2 separate regions of the Macaca mulatta genome follow, and region 1 is linked to region 2. A link is a contact called in public Hi-C data. All regions are on one chromosome and are shown on one strand. Each heading gives the region's core, a stretch centred on a gene start, on an enhancer-like site or on the middle of the called end of the contact. The rest is flanking DNA. Distances are from core to core; before and after follow the strand shown.

Region 1 (2,889 bases), core at 230-2,729, 40 kb before region 2:
TCTTGAGTCCCAGCAGTAGCAGCAACAGGGACTGTCGAGGGTTTATTACAAGCCAGGAACCCTTCTAAGCCTATTACTATTATCCTGGTGTAAAAGTAATCGCGGTTTTTGCCATTCCTTTTAATGGCAAAAAGTAATGCCATGATCATGGCTGCTAATATGCTCTCATGGAACCCTGTGAGGGAGGGGCTGTTATTATCCCCATTTTACAGATAAAGAAACTGACCCTAAGAGAGAATTTGCTGTGATAGCTGTCTTAGTTCAGGTCGAGCCTGATTTAAATAACACACGTTTCTGAGGCCGACGCTTAAAATAAAAAAAATCCCCCTGTGAATGGCAAAGATGTCTTGTTTGGGAAACAAGTAGCCCTACCCCTCAGTCAATTCGGTTCCCCAGGCTCTGTTTTCTCAAATCTCGGTATTTCAGAGCTTAGTATTTCAGAAACGGATTTTGGCTATTAACAGGACAATTTCTTCATGCTAAAGATTAGGGAACTCTGGCCCAGAGAGGTAAGAGAACTATCCCAGGTCACACAGTCTGACGGCAGCAGAGCTGAGGCTCAAATTCCTGTGCTCCGACTTTCAGGCCCGGGCCGCCGAGTTATTAAGGGACTCCGGCCAGGGAAAGGAAGGGAGGAACCCTGAAGTTTCCATTCCCTCACCTGCGAAATGGGGTCAATCACGGGCCCTCTTTGGTGTTACGTGGGTGTGGCCCAGCCCAGGGGCGGACACCCTGCACTAGGAATGTGACAATGGACGGTTCAGGGAGGGCTGGAACTTCGGCAGTCCTCAGGGGAGGTGGTGGGAGTGTGTGACGGAGCCAGGGCGGAGCCTCGGGGGCCAGAGGCGTGGATTCGCGAATTCGGGGCGGGGCTTGAGGTTTAAACGTTGAGATCGGGCAGTGGGCGGGGCTTGAGATGCTAGGAATAGGGTTGCAGTCCTTGGGCGGGGCTTCTGGAAGACGGGGCGGGGCTTTGTGAGGCTGCTGGGCGAGTTCTGAAGCAGTGGGAGGGCAGCCGGGCTTAGGGAACCAGGAGGCTGCTTTAAGGACTTGGATAGGCAGTGCGCGGGGCTCAGAAGAGCTAATGTTCCTGTATTAAGGGATTCTGGGGGAATCTTTGAGGAGCTAGGGGACGTGGCCTCGCAGAGCCTAGCGGGTCAGTGAGCGGGGCTCTAACAACCCGGCTCCGGGGTCTAAGGAGCAGTGGGCGTGGCTCAGAGGCGCCTGTGGGCGTGGCCCTCTGGCCACTCAGATGACTGGAGAGCTGGGCGTGCGCTTGGGCACCGTCTGCATCCCTCGGCACGACCAGAGGGGGCGTAGCAAGGCGTGGAACGTGGGGTGGGAAGCGGGCTTCCCCTCCCGGAAATGGGCGTGGCGTGCCGCAGCCCGGCAGCCCTGGTTGGGCCCCGCGCGGTGCGGGGGCGGGGCCTACACGCGGTGGCGGGGGCGGGGGCGGCTGCCCGCGCCCCTCCCCCTCACAGCGCTCAGTGCCAGGCGGGAGGCGGCAGCGGTTGGAGGCTTCGCCCTGCTTTGCAGCAGGGACTTCGGCGGCGGCGCCTCAGGCACCTCGGCCCGGGTGAGCGGCGCGCGCCCGACGGGGCAGCCTGAGAGCGAGTCGGGCGGGCGGACCTGTCCTCTGAGCCTGTGCCTGCGCGGGCTGACAGGAGCCGGCGGGGCGAGGGGCAGGGCTGGGTGGAGGGGACAGGGCTGGGTGGGCGTGCGGGGCGCGGGTTCACGGGCTGGGGTGCAAGGGGTTAGGCTGGGGGCTGCTGTCGGGGGCTCGGGGAAACGGAGTTGGGGACCGAACCAGGTGGCGTGGGAAGCGTGAAGCAGGGTCCCTGTGGGGAGGAGGCTTTCGAGGTCCGGAACGCTCCTAGCCGGGTGCGGAGCCGCCGGCCGAGGTGGGACGCGGCTGCCCAGGGAAGGCTTTTAGGGGTCAGGGATCGCCTGCTCGGGAGAGGTGCTGGGAGGGAAGGGCTGCTCCGGGCGAGGCGCAGAGCCCTGGGGCTTCAGGCCTGGGGACTGGGTTTGGGCCGCCCCAGGGAGCGAGTGGGTGGGGGCGGGCAGGGGCTGGGCTCACGTGGGGCCAAGGCGAGCTGGGCCCTGCGTCGGGAGGGGCGAGGGTGGCCGCCTGGCCTGCGGGTTTCCTGGCTTTGGGTGCGAGGCCAGCTCTGGGCCCTGCAGATCTCGGTTGGGGGTCAGGCAGGGCGGGGCAGGGCTGGAGCTGGAGTAATGTGGGTGGGGGCGGCTTGGGTAGAGGCTGAGCCTGGCCAAGGGAGCAGAGGGCTGGGACTGGCTGGGGGTTGGGAGGGGAGGAACGAAGCCGGAAGACTGTCGTCCGAGTGAACTGGGTGATTCAGAGGTGTGTTCCCCTAATAGCGGGGCAGCTGGCGAGGGACGCAGTAAAAGGGAGCGAGGTGCAGGTGGGGCCCCGCTGCGCCGAAATGATTGAGGATGAGGTCAGACGTGGAGGGTGGGAATGCAGAAACCGAGCTCTCCCGCCTGTCCCCACCGGCGCACGCTCCCCAGCTCTCCGTCTCTCAAATGATTTGAATGTGTGGGGGGAAGTGGCAGGCTGCGGTGAGAGCCGAGAAGAAAGGGGCTTCCTCTTGGAGGGAGGCGCTGGCCCTGCCATCCTTTTTTGGGAGTGTTCAAAGAATTTTGAACGCTGGAAAAGGAATCGTAGGCTTTACTGCATCACGGTTTAGAAACACATCCTATATTTGGCCGTAATGTAGGCTGCCCTTGTTTTGTGGTGTCTGAAGTGCTTGCTCTAAATGTTGCAAACGTGGGATTCAGAGTGCGAAGCAAATTGCAAGTTGTTCATTTCCCCCGGCATAGTAAGATACAAAGGCTTTTCCCTCCTATAAGACATTTGAAAAGAATTGA
Region 2 (2,776 bases), core at 216-2,715:
TAATTTTTTTTCTGAGTGTGAACAATTTTTTTTTTTTTTTTTTTTTTGGTATAGAATCTGTGATCTAGCCGGGCACGGTGGCTTACTCCTGTAATCCCAGCGCTTTGTGAGACCGAGGCAGGTGGATCACCTGAGGTCAGGAGTTCGAGACCAGCCTGGCCAACATGGTGAAACCCCGTCTCTACTAAAAATACAAAAATTAACTGGGCATGGTGGCACATGCCTGTTATCGCAGCTACTCGGGAGGCTGAGACAGGAAAATGGCTTGAACATAGGACACAGAGGTTGCAGTGAGCCGAGATCATGCCATTGCACTCCAGCCTGGGCGATAGAGCAAGACTCTGTCTCAAAAAAAAAAAAAAAACAAAAAAAACCTGTAGTCTAATGGACACTGAATCCTTTGCATTCTTTCTCTGGGATTAGAGAGTTTAATAACAAAAACAGTAACTTGTCAGGTCTTTCATTCTGTCAGTTCAGAGAATTGTCTTAGGTTTGGAAAATACTTGGTCTATACCATGCCTTGTGAGGACACAGTGGCAGTGATGAAATTGCAGCAGTTCACATTTGTTGCGGGCTTCCTTTAAGTGCCAGGCGCCATGCTGATAAGTGCCTTCTTTCATGGGCTACTTGAGAGGGAATGGCAGTCTCCTGACGGTGCTTTTCTGTGTGATCCGCAGTCTCTGCCAGCACCTGCTGGATTTGCATTGGCTGCATGTCCGCCTTACTGTGCATTGCTGACAGGCAATTTCCATTTCTACACATTGCGGTACTCTGTTTTAGACAACAGTGGCAGTGCCGGTAGCCCTTTGTACAGATGTGGATGTTTGGCACTTGGTAGCTTTGGTGTTAGGGGCAGAGGATTTTGTTCGGAGCCGGCCAGTGTCCTGTCATGTCATGGGATGCCCATTCACTGCCTCCTGAAATAGATTCTGTCTGATGCCTGGAGCACCTTCAACTGCCAAGTGTATGGGCTGTGAAAAGCTGGGGGACAGGACTGGGAGGGATGGGAGGATGCAGGGGGAGGGCACCAGGTGCAGAACAATGACTTCCAAATTATGTCACGAGCTGCCAGCCACACGAGCGCGGCCTGGCCTCATTACCACATGAAGTGCCACAGAAGGGCCTTTTCATTTTCTCCTTGTGACTGTGTTTTCCACAGTCTTGCTGAGAGGGGTGGGGTGGGCACCCTGCTCACTCCCAGTTAACAATGGAGCACAAAGTCCTGGCAGAAGGAACTTCCCAATGTACCCCGGGGCTATTTTTGATGACAGTGAGTGGCTGTGACTCACTGTAAGTGTGTGCCCTGGCAGATGATGGTTTCCACCCCACCCCCTCCCCTGGAGATGAGCAGGCAGCCTTTGTGCGTTTCCTTGGCCAGCTTCTCCTGCTGCTGCAGTTCACTGATATGTCCACAGCAGCCGGCCCGCAGGCCTGACAGGGCTCTGACAGTGGTTTTTACCATATATGGCCATCAGAGCGCTGTGGCTGTCAGCCGGCCAGGATAATTTCCTTCCTTTGCTTTGATTGGCTGCACGGGTGGCTCAGAGAATGGTGGGATCTGAGAGTGTGTGGTGAAGAGAAGCCACTGAGTCAAGTGCAAAGAACGTTTAACTCTTTCCTGGGTTTGTGGAGTGCGCCTGTCTGTGCTAAGCAGGCCGGCAATTGCTGCCAGCCGAAGCCCTCACTGTGTAAACATGGTAACCCCAGTCTGGGAAAGCTGCTATCTCTCTGGTAAAGAAAGGTATCTGAATACACATTACTCTGAAATAAACTGAAGGTGTCATGAACACATTTCTGCAGTCATGGAAGCCACCTTACAACCTAGAAGCCACCTTACAACCACATGTAGCAAATCATCTGCTCCTGCTAAGTTGAGTACCTTTGGCAGTTAGGGATGGGACCTGAGTTGAGTCCGGGGAAGGCTGAGCTGAGAGGGCGTGTGATGGAAAACATGTCTGCTTTCTTGGAGGAACAGTGACTTGGGTTTCATTTCTGGCTGGCTGAATTGAGTCTATACTACAGTCCTCTTGCTTTTGTGAACTGACTGAATCATGGAGCCCAAGGCATTGGCCTCCCACCCCCCAAAAAAGGTTGTAATATTTTTATATTTTTCATCTCCAAGGAGGGTGGATTTTCATTCAGAGGCCTGTGGATTAAACCAGTGCAGAGCTGCAACGGGAAGGGTTAGCCCTGGAGCTCTTCAGCATTCACAGAGCGTTTCAGTAGATCAGTCTCCAGTGTCATTTGCTTACTATGAGGGCTTAGACAACCAGTTTCTCTATTTTCTAATTTGATATTGAATGCTTTAATTTCCCATATTGCATTTACATCTATAGTTCTTTTGCTTTTCAACTTTTGCTTTCCAGCTCAATTTTACTTTAACTAGATTCTGCCTCATCTTGGGTTCCAAGTTTTTATTTGTTCTTAGCCCAGAAGTATCATATGGAATTACTTGTGTGCAATAATGAGCAGAAAGTATTAGGTTTTCACTTTATAAATTCTTTAAGTCAGGAAGTTAGGAAATACAGCTACTCTGGTTGCTATCGCATATTTGGGCAAGGTGGAGTAAGGAAATGTTAACTTTTCTGTGTTTTTGCTTTCTGATAATAAAATGTTTGTAGTTTTACAATAACTTCCCTCAGGTTCTTAATTGATTTTAAAATATGGTCTATTCAGTGTTAAACCTAGTTTTTAGAGAGGATCTGCAATGCTAAAATTATTTGTTTGGCATTTTCACTTCTGTCCAAAAAGACTGCTGTTTTTCACTCACAGGCAG

The links. Hi-C and Micro-C count contacts between places; a contact is called where the count stands out from the background.
Region 1: a Hi-C map of fetal cortex germinal zone shows a contact between it and region 2, with 2.9 times the contacts expected there. The contact joins the promoter of CORO1C here to the enhancer-like site in region 2. A contact is called at or near these places in 4 of 14 Hi-C or Micro-C datasets (blood, fetal cortex germinal zone, fetal cortical plate and 1 more).

The regions. Positions count from the first base shown.
Region 1 is chr11:115,867,545-115,870,433 of T2T-MMU8v2.0, reverse strand. CORO1C (coronin 1C) reads left to right here and starts at 1,479. Exons shown (of 11, transcript NM_001265934.1): 1 at 1,479-1,576.
Region 2 is chr11:115,827,185-115,829,960 of T2T-MMU8v2.0, reverse strand. The region is part of intron 2 of CORO1C (coronin 1C); the gene reads left to right. Among named protein-coding and RNA genes, the nearest start is that of CORO1C, 40 kb to the left of the region's middle. Within about 2 kb of position 1,465, at least 38 of the 40 cell types and tissues checked have an H3K27ac peak or open chromatin away from gene starts, as enhancers often do. A contact at or near this core is called in blood, fetal cortex germinal zone, fetal cortical plate and 1 more, where this site is marked.